2 separate regions of the Sus scrofa genome follow, and region 1 is linked to region 2. A link is a contact called in public HiChIP or PLAC-seq data. All regions are on one chromosome and are shown on one strand. The core of a region is the stretch at or near the end of the contact, and the rest is flanking DNA. Distances in the headings are between cores, read along the strand shown. Region 1 holds the start of UBA2 (SUMO-activating enzyme subunit 2). Region 2 holds the start of GPI (glucose-6-phosphate isomerase).

Region 1 (6,879 bases), core at 3,539-6,038, 65 kb before region 2:
AGTTCCTTTTAGGTTTCCAAGTAACTTATTTATTGAAAGTATTAAAGTAACTCACCTCTTACCTAAATCATTCAAATCATATAAATATATAAAAATATGTATAACTTAAATGAATGCCACTTATGTGGGCACAACCTATCACACAAATTATCCCCCCCCAAAAAAAAAAATCTTAAAAAGCAGAATGACTTTTGAGTTCATACATTTAGCTAATAAAAATATCTTCCAAAGGTTTAATTAAAAATTCACAGCAAACATAATTTTGCAACATAATAATCAGAGCATACTTCATGATGCTGTCATGGTAGGCTATGATATTAGCTTTCGGGTAAAACTGCAGTACACTTTCTTTGGCAACCTGGAAAAACAAACAACACTAAATTACTAATTTACTAAGTTACTACAACATTTCTCTCTGTATGTGAAATATATTTATGGTGCACAACAGTTGTTTCACCTACTTACATAACACTACCTTATTAAAACCTAAAGAAATATAAAAATGTTAACAGAAAATTTTATTAAGATTAAGCTATTACACATACTTAGAAAATAACCAGAGAGCTGCCCCTCTCATACACACCTGTTCATGAATGGCAAGCTTCAGCAAAAGTATCAAATGCAGTAACCAAGTAGTCATTTACCCAAAGAATATCTACTAAGCATCTTCCATATAAGAGAATCTGCATAAGGCACTTGGTGAGCAAAAGTGACATTAATCAAATAATCACCTAGATAAATTTAATTACAAACTATGATAAATATACACAGAAAAAGTAGAAGTTGTTGGAGTTCCTGTCATGGCTCAATGGAAACCAATCTGACTAGTATCCATGAGGACACAGGTTCGATCCCTAGCCCCGATCAGTGGGCTAAAGATCTGGCATTGCCAGTGAGCTGTGGTGTAGGTCACAGATGTGGCTCGGATCTGTTGTTTCTGTGGCTGTGGTGTAGGCTGGGAGCTGTAGCTCCAATTGGACCCCTAGCCTGGGAGCCCCCATATGCCGCTGGTGTGGCCCTAAAAAGACAAAAATAAAAGTAGAGGTAGTTATGAGAGAAAGATCTGACTCAGTCTAAGAGGTTTAGGAAAGCACTCCTAGAGAAAATTTGAAATGTGTAAAGAAGAGTGGAAGTTTGCCCAAAAGCCTAGAAGAGAAGAAAAGGGAAAAAATGTTTAAAAACCTGAATCAAGATGGACATTCAAGGAACTAAAGATAAGTCGGGGAGACTGTCTTTTAAAGAGAACAACAGCACAGGGTGTAGCTTCTCAAGCTCCCAAGTACAGGAGCAGCCAACCAACCTCCAGGGAATATAGGAACACAAAGCTCGTGCCAAGTAAATAATCAGAAATTTAAGTAAGAGAGGGACACCATTTACAGGTTTGGGTAGAGTACTTTTATTTCCCCTGCAGACCGAAAAATGAGGACAGTCTTCAGTCCTTTACTGGACAGATCTTACTTGTCACAATCCCTCAGGTACAAGGAGATGGCTTCCCCATGATCTCCCTCATACCAGAGTCCATAAATAGAAGAGCCACCAAAGGGCAGAAATATAAACGGCTAAACAGAAAACGATAGGAGAAATACAAAGTTACCTGAGCCTTTGATCTTCCAACATGTTTCTTTTGAAACAAAAACTGTCTGTTGAGGTTGCTGACATCAATAGTATCCAGATCAATCTACAAATGCATAAACTCCAAATAAATCACAAATTTCCTCTATGTCTGAACAATAAGTATCACTACCTCAGCATCCATAACCCAGAACTTCTGATATTTTCTACATTAGTGGAGAAAATGCTTTTCAACCAGTAATACCAAAGTTGCTAAGTTGATAAAAATAATTTCATGCAGGCGTTCTCTTGTGGCACAGGAGGTTAAGACTCTGGTGTTGCCACTGCAGTGGCTTTTGAGTTGCTGCTGTGGCTCAGGCTCAATCCCCGATCTGGCAACTTCCATATGCCACAGGCACAGTATGATGCATGTATAAATAAGTAAATAATTTAATGTATGTTTTTTAAGAAAAACCAGGATTTAATTTCAGAGATAACTTTTTCAAAAATGTTATTTATTTTGTGATTTTCATTTTTTCCATTATAGTTGATTTAGTGTTTTGTCAATTTCTACTGTACAGCAAAGTGACCCAGTCATACACACACACTCTTTTTCTCACATTATCCTCCATCATGTTCCATCACAAGTGACTAGATATAGTCCCCTACATCTATACAGCAGGATCTCATTTGTTTCTCTACTCCAAATGAAATAGTTTGCACCCATTAACCCCAGACTCCCAGTCCATCCCACCCCTTCCCCTTGGCAACCACAAGTCTGTTCCCAAATTCTATGAGTCTCTTTTCTGTGGAATCAAAAATATTTTAGGATACATTTTGCTCTTTAATCATCCTGACAAAAAATTAAGAAATTCCTTTTTTTTTTTTTGGGCTACACCCATGGCATACGGAGATTCTCAGGCTAGGGGTCGAATAGGAGCTGTAGCTGCTGGCCTACACCATGGCCACAGCAACGTGGGATCTGAGCCATATATGCAACCTACACCACAGCTCATGGCAACACCAGATCCTTAACCCACTAAGTGAGGCCAGGGATCGAACCTGCAACCTCATCGTTCCTAGTTGGGTTTCTTAACCACTGAGCCATGACCAGAACTCTGGAAATTCCTTCTATGCCCTTATATGCCATAAAATTAGTTGAAAATGTGTTATACTGCCATCATTTCTTCATCAATCTAGTTACTCTCTCAAATAAAACATAATAGATTTAACTGTGCCCTGTTTTTTTCTCACATGACACCTGGCAAACAGATTACTGAATTTTTGCTGCTTTAATTCAAAAGTCTTTACCTATGACATAATTTCATTTACAATTATTACCTGAGGGCTATAGAAGTAAAATTCTACACAAGGTTAAAAGTGTTACACTTTGGAGTTCCCACTGTGGCACAAGAGGATGGGTGGTGCAACATAGGTTGCGACTGCAGCCTGGATCTGATCCCTGGCCCACGAACTCCATATGCCAAAGGATGACCAAAAAAGAAAAAGCAAGGAAGAAGAAAAAGTGTCAGGTTTTAAGTCTTAACTAATTGCTGCTTAAAAGTCAATATAAGCAGAGAGTTCTCTTGTGGAGCAACAGGTTGTCACTACAGTGGCTCAGGTCACTGTTGTGTTGAAGGTACGATCCCTAGCCCAGGAACTCCCACATGCCAAGGGCATTGCCTGCCCCACCTCCAACCAAAAAAAAAAAAAAAATATATATATATATATATTTATATGGAAATATAAGATATAATAATAACTAATACCACTTTCATTCCATCTCAATAAAATATGAGAAATGAAATATTTGTGAAATCACCAAAACATATACTCACCTAACATTTTTTATTTGTACTTCCTAAGTTTATATTGAAATTAAACCAAATAAAAAGGATCAGCATTCATTTTTCAGGTGCCCAAATTCACTGTCTTGTCTATTACAAAATGGTCCTTTTAAAGAAGTACCAGGAGTTATTAGCAATGCAACAATCATATTTGGGATATGTGATACAGAACTGAATGGAAAGACTAACTCTATAAGAACCAAACAAAAATGCATAGTCTTTTCCCCTAGTCACTCATTTATTAGTTCAGTCAGCCACTTTTTTTTTTTTTTTTTTTTAAATTCCATGTCTTCACTACGCCTTAAGACACTGTAAACTCACATCCAAACTCCAGGTTACAACTCCAATTACAAAGTTCACAGTAATAGAAATAACTTGATTCTAACTACAGTAACTTCCTGTCATTGCAAAAGTTAAAATCCTAAACATCCATCTTTAACGAAATAAGCGAGCATACGATCTAAGGTGACAACAATGATTGTAACGCAGATTATGTGCCCCCAGAACAGAGGAGCGCGAGTGCCAAAGGAGTTCTACAACTTGCTTAGCGATCCAAGGTAAGTTACTAAACTCCACTGCATCTCCTTTTTCCTCTTATCTGTTGAAAATAAACTGGAATGAAAGCAGCGTTTACAAGCCTATGAGAGTAGTGAAGAGTAAATGCGTTAAGGCGAGTAAACCACTCAGGGCAGCACGGGGGCTCCAGACAAGCGCTCAGTAGGTCCAGGTTGCTATTACCGCCATACTCTGCTCTGGATCATTATTTCTGAGTTATGGGGGACTTCCGAATTGAACATTCTCAACATCCATAAGGGACACAAGACAATCACCTTCTGCCTCGGGTTAAAGCTGGGGAACTGTTCTGAAGCGGGGACACCAGTCCGCTTCCACACCCTATAGCCGCCACAAATTGGCGCTTCCCGGGAAGCGGGGGGCGGCCCGCCGCGGGACGCCCGGAAGACCCGGGCCCTCAGCCCCCTCGGCCTCCTCGGCGTGCGGAGCCGGCCCGGGATGCGGCGAGGCCGGCCCCGTCCCCGTCGAAGAGCTTCCTCTACGCAGGCAGCCACGACCCCGGGGCCTCTTGGCCCAGCCCCGCGCCCCAACTCCGGTCCCGACCCCCGGGCCACGAACCCCCGGCCCCGTCTCCACGGCCCGCCATTCAGCCCGCGCGCACGCCTGGCCCTCACCAGGTCGATGTGTGAGAAGCCGGTGAGCACAAGGTTTTTAAGGAGCTCGCAGCCGATGCCTCCCGCGCCCACCACCAGGACCCGGCCGCCGGCCACGGCCTCGGCCAGCTCCCGGGGCAGCCCCCGCGACAGTGCCATGGCGGGAAGACCACGAGCCGCGGCGGAGGCGGAGGCGGGAGAAATGAGCCGCGGCCGGAAGCAGGTGGGGGAGGGGCGCCTCAGCTTCCGTTCCTGCGCACTGCGGCCGCCAGTGGGCGCCGAGTGGGCGGGGCCTTGGGAGTCCCTGGGCTGGTGGCTCCAGCTCAGGCTTCAGTTTAAGCGGAGTGTTCACACCTCTGGGCGTGCTAGAGACTGGGAGCCTTTCAGGGACGTGTGTACTCCTCTATCCGGCTTCCGGCTTAAGACGCCTAAGGGTCGTCCTGTAGCCTGAGGTTTGGACTCCCAGCCAAGGCTTGTTACAGGTTAGAAAACAGAGGTCCTTCTATGTAAAGAGCTCTTACATATTAACAAGATGACAAATGTCGGAGTTCCTGGTGGCTCAGCAGGTTAAGGATCCCGTGTTGTCACTGCTGTGGCTTGGTTTGATCCCAGGCCCAGAACTTCCACATGCTGCGGGTGTGGCCAAAAAAAAAAGGGAAGAAAGAAAAAAGAAAACAGATGTCACCTAGATAAAATATATAGGCAAAGGATGGGAAAAAGCACTCAGACAATGGATGATATGCTCAATATTGAAATTTAATCAAGGAGTACCTATCCTGGCTCAGCAGTAACAAACCTGACTAGTATCCATGAGGACTCGGTTTCCATCCCTGGTCTTGCTCAGTGGATTAAGGACCCACTGTGAGCTGTGGTGTAGGCCATGCTGCAGCTCCTATTAGACCCCTAGGCTGGCATCTTCCATATGCCAACAGTGCAGCCGTAAAAAGACAAAAAAGAAAAAAATTTCATCAAAGACATGCAAAATAGTATTCAAATTCTTTTCACCTATTAAACTGGCAAAAAGAAAATTTATAACACTGTTTTTGAGCACTGCAGATAAGAATACTAAAGCAAAGCTTCCTAGAGACTAAAGCAGCAGTACGATTACAAAAACCCAAGTAGGAGTTCCCTGGTGGTATAATGGTTAGGACTCTGCACTTTCACCCCTGTGACCTAGGTTCGGTCCCTGGTTTGGGAATTGAAATCCCACATGAAGCCCCTGCACATTGTAGCCAAAAGTGGGAGAAGGAGGGTTGGAATTCTCAATGTGGTATACTAGGTTAAGAATACAACTGCAAAGGCTCAGATTCAATCCCTGGCCCAGGAACTTCCACATGCTGTGGGTGCATCCATAAAAAACAAACAAACAAGGAGTTCCCATCCTGGCGCAGCAGAAATGAATCTGACTAGAAACCATGAAATTGTGGTTTTGATCCCTGGCCTCGCTCAGTGGGTTAAGGATCTAGCGTTGCTGTGAGCTGTGGTGTAGGTCGAAGACATAGCTTGGATCCTGCATTGGTGTGGCTGTGGCTGTGGCCAGCAGCTGTAGCACCAATTAGACCCCTAGCCTGGGAACCTCCATATGTCATGGGTGTGGCCCTTAAAAGACAAAAGACAAAAAAAAAACCTAAAATTGTGCATAGCTTTTTTTTTGCTGCACCTGCAGCATTTGAAAGTTCCCAGGCCACAGAAGCAGCCAGAGCTGCTGCAGTGACAACTGCCAGAGCCTTAATCCACTGCACCACAAGGGAACTCTGTGTGTAGCTTTTTTTTTTTTCTTTTTTTCTTTTTTCCTGAGATATATGGAGGTTCCCAGGCTAGAGGTCAAATCAGAGCTGTAGCCGCAGCCTACACCACAGCCACAACAACGTGGGATCCGAGCCACATCTGCAACCTACACCACAGCTCATGGCAATGCCAGATCCTTAACCCACTGAGCAAGGCCAGGGATCAAACCAGCATCCTCATGGATACTGGTCAGGTTTGTTAACTGCTGAGCCACGACGGGAACTCCTGTCTTTTTAGGGCTGCACTCTGGGCATATGGAAGTTCCCAGACTAGGTGTTGAATCAGAGCTACAGCTGCTTGCCTATGCCGCAGACACAGCAACTCGGGATCCAAGCCACATCTGTGACCTACACCACCTCTCACGGCAATGCCAGATCCTTAACCCACTGAGCAAGGCCAGGGATTGAACCTGCATCCTCATTGATGCTAGTTGGATTCATTTCTGCTGAGCCAGGTTGGGAACTCCCCATTTCTAACATTTCTTTTTTTTCTTTTTTTTTTTTTTTTTTGTCTGAGTGTCTTTTTTT
Region 2 (7,287 bases), core at 70-2,569:
AATTGCTGAGGTCCACTGAGAAAGACGTAAACATGCTCAAGGACCTGGGGGCTCCAGGAGCCCACCACACTGTGGCTCGCAGGTCAAGCCTCCATCAGCCGAATATTACCAGGTCCACCAGCATCTGCATCACAGCCTCCGTCACAAGATTCTTGGAGTAATCCAACAGAATACGGCCATGGTTGGTGTTGAGGTTCAAGCTGCAGAAAGATGGCAGAAGCTGCTGACACCACCCCAGCCTGCTCCCTGACCAGAGATGCTTCCAAAAAAAACATCCTCCCTGTGCCAAATCCAAACATGCCTCAGCTGGCCAGCGCAAGTGGTGTCAACTGTCACCTGCACACCCACCAAGCTGACCTGCTGCAGCAGCAGCACACTGCAAGGGGCCAGCCCCACAGAACAAGATGCAGACCCCCGAGGCACCTTCCCTCTGCTAAAACTGAGCTGGGGGATGGGAAGGCAGAGCTGCGTGTGCCCCCCTGCCTAGGCCAGGGAGTGACCATTCCCTCCCAGAGCTTCCACTCTGCAACTGAGCTTACTCAGCGAAGGACCTAGATAACAGGGCTGGCCATCAGGGACTTCCAGCCTGGAGCCACAGACCTCCCCTCCCCCAACACCTGCACCAGTGACCATTCCTGCCCCTCAAGATTTCTTCCTTTCCTGGGTCCTTCGTGGGCATCTGACCCTAGCCTCATGGACAGGAATCACCCCCCCCGCCTCTCCACCCTTCCACCGCGGCTCCCCACAACCTCCCCCCGCCCCACCCTGTGCACCCCGCAGATGGTTCCCAGTCCAGGACCGGGTGGAAGTGGGCAGCCCTTCCGCCCGTGCTGCGTCAGCGAGGGCCCTTGCTCACGACGGGGAAGGATGGCCTGCTTCAATGGCCTAGAGGGACTGGCGGGGGATGGGGTGAGGGGAGAACGGGAGAAAGATGCCACAGAGGAGGGGAAGCGGCGCAGGGGCCCACTCCTCATGACTAAGCAGCCGGGCCCGAGACCTCCGGCGAGCACCCGGAAACCTGCTTCAAGGAGGCGTCAAGGACGAAGTGCGGCCTGGGCCTGGACCGGGATTCGTCGCCGGGGGGCCCCCCGGGGACCGCCACCCCGCCAACCCGGCCCTGGTCCTGCACAGCGGGACCCCGCGAGCCGCATCCCGCCCCTGGCCGCGAGCGCGCACCTGAAGTGGTTGAAGCGGTCCTTGTCCCCTTCGAAAAGGCGGCGCAAGTTGAGGTCAGAGCGGTGCTCGTGGTACCAGGTCTGCAGCTTCTTGAACTGCGGGTTCTGGGTGAGTGCAGCCATGGCGAAAGCGGCTGGAAACACGGACCCCTGCGGACGCGAACGAGGAAGCGGGGCGGGCGGCGCGCTGCAGGCGGAGGCGGGAGGCGCCCAGCGGACTTTATGGCGCAGGCGCCCGGCCCCGCCCCGGCCCCGCCCCGGCCCGGCCCTCTGCCCTTCTGTCGGCGCCGGCGCGGGGAAGACTTGGTCAGCAGCAGTGGCTCGGGACGTCTCGTCCTTCTTGACACCAGGCGGCCACTTGCGCTGCCTCTCTGCCGACCTCTGCCTGGAAGTGACTGGGGAACAGAGGCCGAGCCCCCTTGGCCCCGGCCTGCTTCATTAGTTCATTCATTCACTCACGCAACACCTTCCATGTTCCAGGCAGTGTTATAGGTGTTGCAGATACATGTGTGACAAGTAAGACGTATGGCATGTCAGATGCTGGTAAGTGCTACTGAGAAAAGGAAAGCTGGGAATAGAGGTTGCAATATTGAATAGAATGGTCAATGGAAAATTCACTAGTGAAGTGGCATTTGAGGGAGTTCCCGTCGTCCCGCAGCGGAAACGAATCCGGCTAGGAACCATGACGTTTGGGGTTCGATCCCTGGCCTTGCTCAGTGGGTTAAGGATCCGGTGTTGCCGTGAGCTGTGGTGTGGGTCACAGACGCGGCTCGGATCCCTTGTTGCTGTGGCTCTGGCGTAGGCCGGTGGCTACAGCTCCAATTCGACCCCTAGCCTGGGAACCTCCATGTGCCACGGGAGCAGCCCAAGAAATGGCAAAGACAAAAAAACAAAACAAAACAAACAAACAAACAAAGGAAAAACAAACCCAAAAGACAAAAAAAAAAAAAAAAAAAAGTGGCATTTGAGCCAAAGCCTAAAGAAGGTGAGGAGGCAAGCCAGCTGGCTAACTGGGGGAGAAGTATTCAGACAATGGGAAGAGCAACTGCAAAATTCCCACAGAGAGCATGCTTAGATGGCTCAGCCACAGAAGGAGGCAAGTGTGGCTGGAGTGAATGAAGGGCAAGCAATAGAAGATGAGGTCAGAGAGGGAAGGAAGGCAACAAGTCATTGTGAGAACTTTGGTTTTTATTCTAAGAGAGATGGGAAGCCATTGAAGGGTTTAAGGAAAGGCGGGACATCATCTGACATGTTTTACAAAGGATCAGATCCACAATTCAGTAGACATGGAAGTACGGACAACAGATGGGACAGTGAAACAATAATTTAACCCAGGAATGAAGGTGTCAGGGTAGGAGAAGTTGGGTGTGGTGACCTAGATATATTGAGTGAAGAATAAGAGAAAGAAAAAGAACAGTCAATAACCGACATCCAGTTTTTTACCCGAGTTCCTGGGAAAATGGAATCACCATTGCATCTTGGAGAAATGCAAGTTTTAGGGGAAAGATCAAGGTTTTTTTTTTTGTTTGTTTGTTTCCCCTTTTGGCCAGGGTTTGAATCTAAGCTGAATTCTGCCACCTACTCCACAGCTGTGGCAACACCAGATCCTTAACCCACTGAGCGAGGCCAGGGATTGAACCCTAAACCTCATGGTTCCTATTTGGATTCATTTCTGTAGTGCCATGATGGGAACTCCCATGATCTTGCTTTTTTGACATGTTAAGTTTTCAAAACATATTAGACATCTTAGTGGAGGTGTTGAGCTGGGTGTTTACAACTGGAGTATGAAGAGAGATGGTTCAAGCAGGAGGAAAAACTTGGGAGTCATGGTGAATAGATAGAATTTGCGTTTTTTTTTTTTTGTTTTTTGTTTTTTGCCTTTTGCCTTTTTGCCTATTTCTTTGGGCCGCTCCCACGGCCTATGGCGGTTCCCAGGCTAGGGGTCCAGTAGGAGCTGTAGCTGCTGGCCTACACCACAGACACAGCAACGCAGGATCCGAGCCGAGTCTGCAACCTACACCACAGCTCATGGCAACACTGGATCCTTAACCCACTGAGCAAGGCCAGGGATTGGACCCGCAACCTCATGGTTCCTAGTTGCACTCGTTAACCACTGAGCCATGACGGGAACTCCAAAAGATAGCATTTGAACTTAAAAGCCTAGATGGAAGTCTGGGTGAGAGGGAGTAAATACAGTCAGAGAGAAGAGGTCCAAGAACTGGGCACTCAAACTGAGATTCTCCATCACCCAGTTCCCCCAGGAAGGCCATCCATATGCATTCAGGAGTGTGCTCCCTCCTCTGCAGTCCCAGGCCTCCCCAGGGCTTCCTCTGGCCCATCTCCCAGCTCCACACAGTCACTGCCACCTCTGGCCTCTGCAAGTGCCTATTCTCTCTCTGCCCAGAATTATTTGAGTTTTTAAAGATAAAGAAGGAGGAGTTCCATGGTGGTTCAGTGGGTTAAGTATCCAGCATTGTCACTGCTGTGGCCTGGGTCACTGCTGTGGTGCAGGTTTGATCCTTGGCTCTGGAATTTCTGCATGCTGTGGGTGCGGCAATTAAAAAAAAAAAAAAAAAAAAGAGTTCCTGTCAAGGCACAGCGGAAACGAATCTGACTAGTATCCACTAGGATTCGGGTTTGATCCCTGGCCTTGCTCAGTGTGGTGTAGGTTGCAGATGCGGCTCAGATCCCCAGTTGCTGTGGCTGTGGTGTAGGCCGGCAGCTGTAGCTCCGATTTGACCCCTAGACCGGGAACTTCCATATGCCAAGGGTACGGCCCTAAAAATAAAAAAAATAAAATAATTTTTTATTCTTCTTCTTCTTTTTTTTTTTTAGGGCTGCACCCTTGGCATATGGAGGTTCCCAGGCTAGGGGTCTAATTGGAGCTACAGCTGCCGGCCTACACCACAGCTCACACAATGCCAGATCCTTCACACACTAAGTGAGGCCGGGAATCGAACCTGCAACCTCATGGTTCCTAGTTGGATTCATTTCCGCTGTGCCACAAAGAGAACTCCAAATACAATAATTTTAAAAAGAAGAAGGGAAAAAAAGAGGGGCCAAAGACTGAAGAAATGAATGGTTACAGGATTTTGCAGGGAACAGTCCTGTCCACATGGCCCTTATTTACCCAGAGCTTTGATCCTCTTCACCTCTGAGATTTAACTGGGTTTCCCAGACCTGGCACAATCATGACTTGTGCTAAACAGCATCTGTTCTTACTAGAGTTCCTGGGAAGCACTCCAACCAGAGTCTCCCATCCAAGCAAGTTACCTGTCTGCCCAGAACAGCATTCTCACACCCTCAATCCTGTGTTTCAGAACAAACTTCATCCAATAAGGAAGCCAGTCTGAGCAGCCACTGTCCCATCATCCACTTGCCCCATGAGTCCTCCCATGACTCTAGCCCAAGAGTAGCCACTATCTCCCTTTTTCTAGCAGGCTCTTTTTGGTTACCGCAGGGATGTCTCTTTGTCTGTTGTCTTTGTCCAAAACCAGTGCCTCCCAGTCTTGGCTTTCCTCCTCTGCTTCTATGATTGCATCAGAGATGAACACATGACCTAAGCCAGCCAAATGAAGTCCTTTCCTGGGACCTGATGCCAGCAGGAAAAACTCAGATCCTTTAAGCCACTGAGCGAGGCCAGGGATTGAACCCTGGTCCTCATGGATCCTAGTCGGGTTCGTTATCGCTGAGCCATGAAGGGAACCCCATGAGGGTTTCATCTTCTTTTTAACATTCAGTTAAAAAGTACACCTCCAGTGGTTTGACCTCTGTGATTCGCAGCAGATTCAGTTACTCCAGATTTTCCCCGATAATCCCAGATCGCCCCAATATTTTAAGTTTAACATTGTATTTTGAAACTCCAAAGTTACGTGGATTTTTTTTTTTTTTTTTGGTCTTTTGAGGGCCATACCCGTGGCACATGGAGGCTCCCAGGCTAGGGGGTCAAATCGGAGCTGCAGCTGCCAGCCTACACCACAGCCACAGCAACGTGAGATCCGAGCCGTGTCTGTGACCCACACCACAGCTCGCAGAAACGCTGGATCCTTGACCCCCCTGAGAGAGGCCATGGATCGAACCAGTGTCCTCATGGATGCTAGTCAGATTTGTTTCTGCGGAGCCAGGATGGGAACTCCTGGATTTTTTCATATTAGCAGAAAACTAGATTCCTCTCTGGAGGGCCACAACTCACAGTAGCTATGGAGAGAAAATGCAAGAAGGGGTAGCACAAAGAAGGACTGTTATTAATTGAAAGCCATTCATCATCCAACTACTAAGAAAGTAACCATTACTTTAACACCATTACTCCTGCCAAATGACTGTGTGTAGAGCCTTATGCTAAATTCTCTCCCTCACAACCCTCCTAGCAGCCCCGGGAGGGACATCCTCTTGTCCTCCCCATTTGACAGACAGGTTAAGAAATCCGAAAATAGCCACTTTGCTACTAAGTAGAGAATCACCTGAGGATTTTTCTTTTTAATGGCCGCATGGGGGTGTTCCTGGCCCAGGGATCGAATTTAAGCTGAGGCTGCGGCAATACTGGATCCTTTAACTCACAGCACCGGGGCTGGGGATCGAACCCACTCCGCAGCGACCCCAGCCACTGCAGTTGGATTTGGATTTTGGATTTGGGGGGGGGGGGTGTCGGTGAACCTGCGACACATGTAAATTCCCAGGCTAGGGGTCAAATCAGAGCTGCTGGCCTATGCCACAGCCATTGCCATTGCCACATCAGATCCAAGCTATATCTGTGACCGGGCAACACCTGATCCTTAACCACTGAGTGGGGGCCAGGATTGAACCCGAGTCCTCATGGATACTAGTCGGGTGTGTTACCGCCGAACCACAACAGGAACTCCCTTGAGCCTTGTTCTTAATCACAACCCTGTCCTGCCTGCCACTTTCTGACTCTTCAGCTTTAGGAAAAATGTGCAGCAAAGTGTGGGCAGTCCCTCCTTTCCCTCCCCACCATCCCAGCCCTGTTTTAACATCAATTGGGCCTTAATGATATTGCATCTGATGTTTGGGTAGAATTTTACAAGTGGAATTGGCCAAGAATGGCACCTCTAACAGGACAGCAGCAAGGGCAAAGGCAGAGGCAGGAGAATTCAACCACGGGATTAACACTGGCGTCCTTGACTAGATCTAAGGATCTATGTAGGGCAGTGGGGAGGAAGCCACCAGGAAAGGTGCACTGGTGGCAGTGTGATCGGACATTGGAGTATGGGGTGTGTGTGGGGTCTGTGGTTTGGAAAAATATTAAGGTAATTTTATATTCTGACAAAAGCTACACCTGTATTTCTACCACCATCACCATACTCAGCACCATATGCTATATCAAGCCCTGCGTGCAAACCGCACATTTTAGGGGTCATAATCCGAGGGAAGGGAAGCTTGGAGGCTTCAAGAGGCTGACAACCACAATCAAAAATAAATCTGGCTCAGAAAATTCAAGAGACTGCTCCAGTGGCAGGCACCTTCAAGTGCCTCATTAAGATGGCATCACCTGGGAGAGAGAAATGGATCGAAGGGTAAACTTAAGTCAGGGCTTAAATCGGGGCGGCTGGACAGGGGTTAGGCAGGACCTGGAGACTAAGGGATAACACCGGGACAAGGGCAAAGGAGGTTCAGGGACAGGGCGGCAGAAGTTCTGAGGCCCAAATTTGAAGGAGGTTATGTGTGGGGCGATACACGCTGACGGATTTTCGCGAGCTGTTCCAGGGAGGCGCACCCACAGAGGGTGCTGAGTCAGAGTTACCAGGAAAGCGCGAAGAATCGCGGTTCGCGAGAACTCCGCGGATCTTCCGGCGCTGTCCCCTGCTCTCCCGAGGGGCGGCGCGCACGTGTCTACGCAGGGAAGGCGGGATCCTAACAGGTAGTGGGGGGAAGGGGGTGCGCACGCGTGTGCGTGCGGGCTTGCACGTCCAAGGGCGCACGTATGCGCATGTCTCCGCGCCGGGAGGGGCGAGGGCAGCTGACCGGAGACTAGCAGACGCCTTTACCCGCACGTCTGGGATGGACGTGTGCGCGCATGTGCGCATAGTCCGGGTGGGGCGGTCTGCGCGTGCGCGGGCGAGGAGCACCGGGGACGAGGAAGCGAGCGCCCCCTGGA

What was found. HiChIP or PLAC-seq counts read pairs in DNA pulled down with a chosen protein or histone mark.
Region 1: an H3K27ac HiChIP or PLAC-seq map of skeletal muscle shows a contact between it and region 2. The contact joins the promoter of UBA2 here to the promoter of GPI in region 2. A contact is called at or near these places in 1 of 5 promoter capture datasets (liver), 9 of 47 Hi-C or Micro-C datasets (alveolar macrophages, embryonic fibroblasts, heart right ventricle and 3 more) and 2 of 2 datasets of contacts at active chromatin or transcription factors (alveolar macrophages and skeletal muscle).

The regions. Positions count from the first base shown.
Region 1 is chr6:44,101,059-44,107,937 of Sscrofa11.1, reverse strand. It overlaps UBA2 (SUMO-activating enzyme subunit 2), which reads right to left and starts at 4,788. Exons shown (of 19, transcript XM_021097539.1): 1 at 4,586-4,788; 2 at 1,595-1,678; 3 at 288-358. The coding sequence starts at 4,723.
Region 2 is chr6:44,032,406-44,039,692 of Sscrofa11.1, reverse strand. GPI (glucose-6-phosphate isomerase) reads right to left here and starts at 1,319. Exons shown (of 18, transcript NM_214330.1): 1 at 1,177-1,319; 2 at 110-200. The coding sequence starts at 1,298.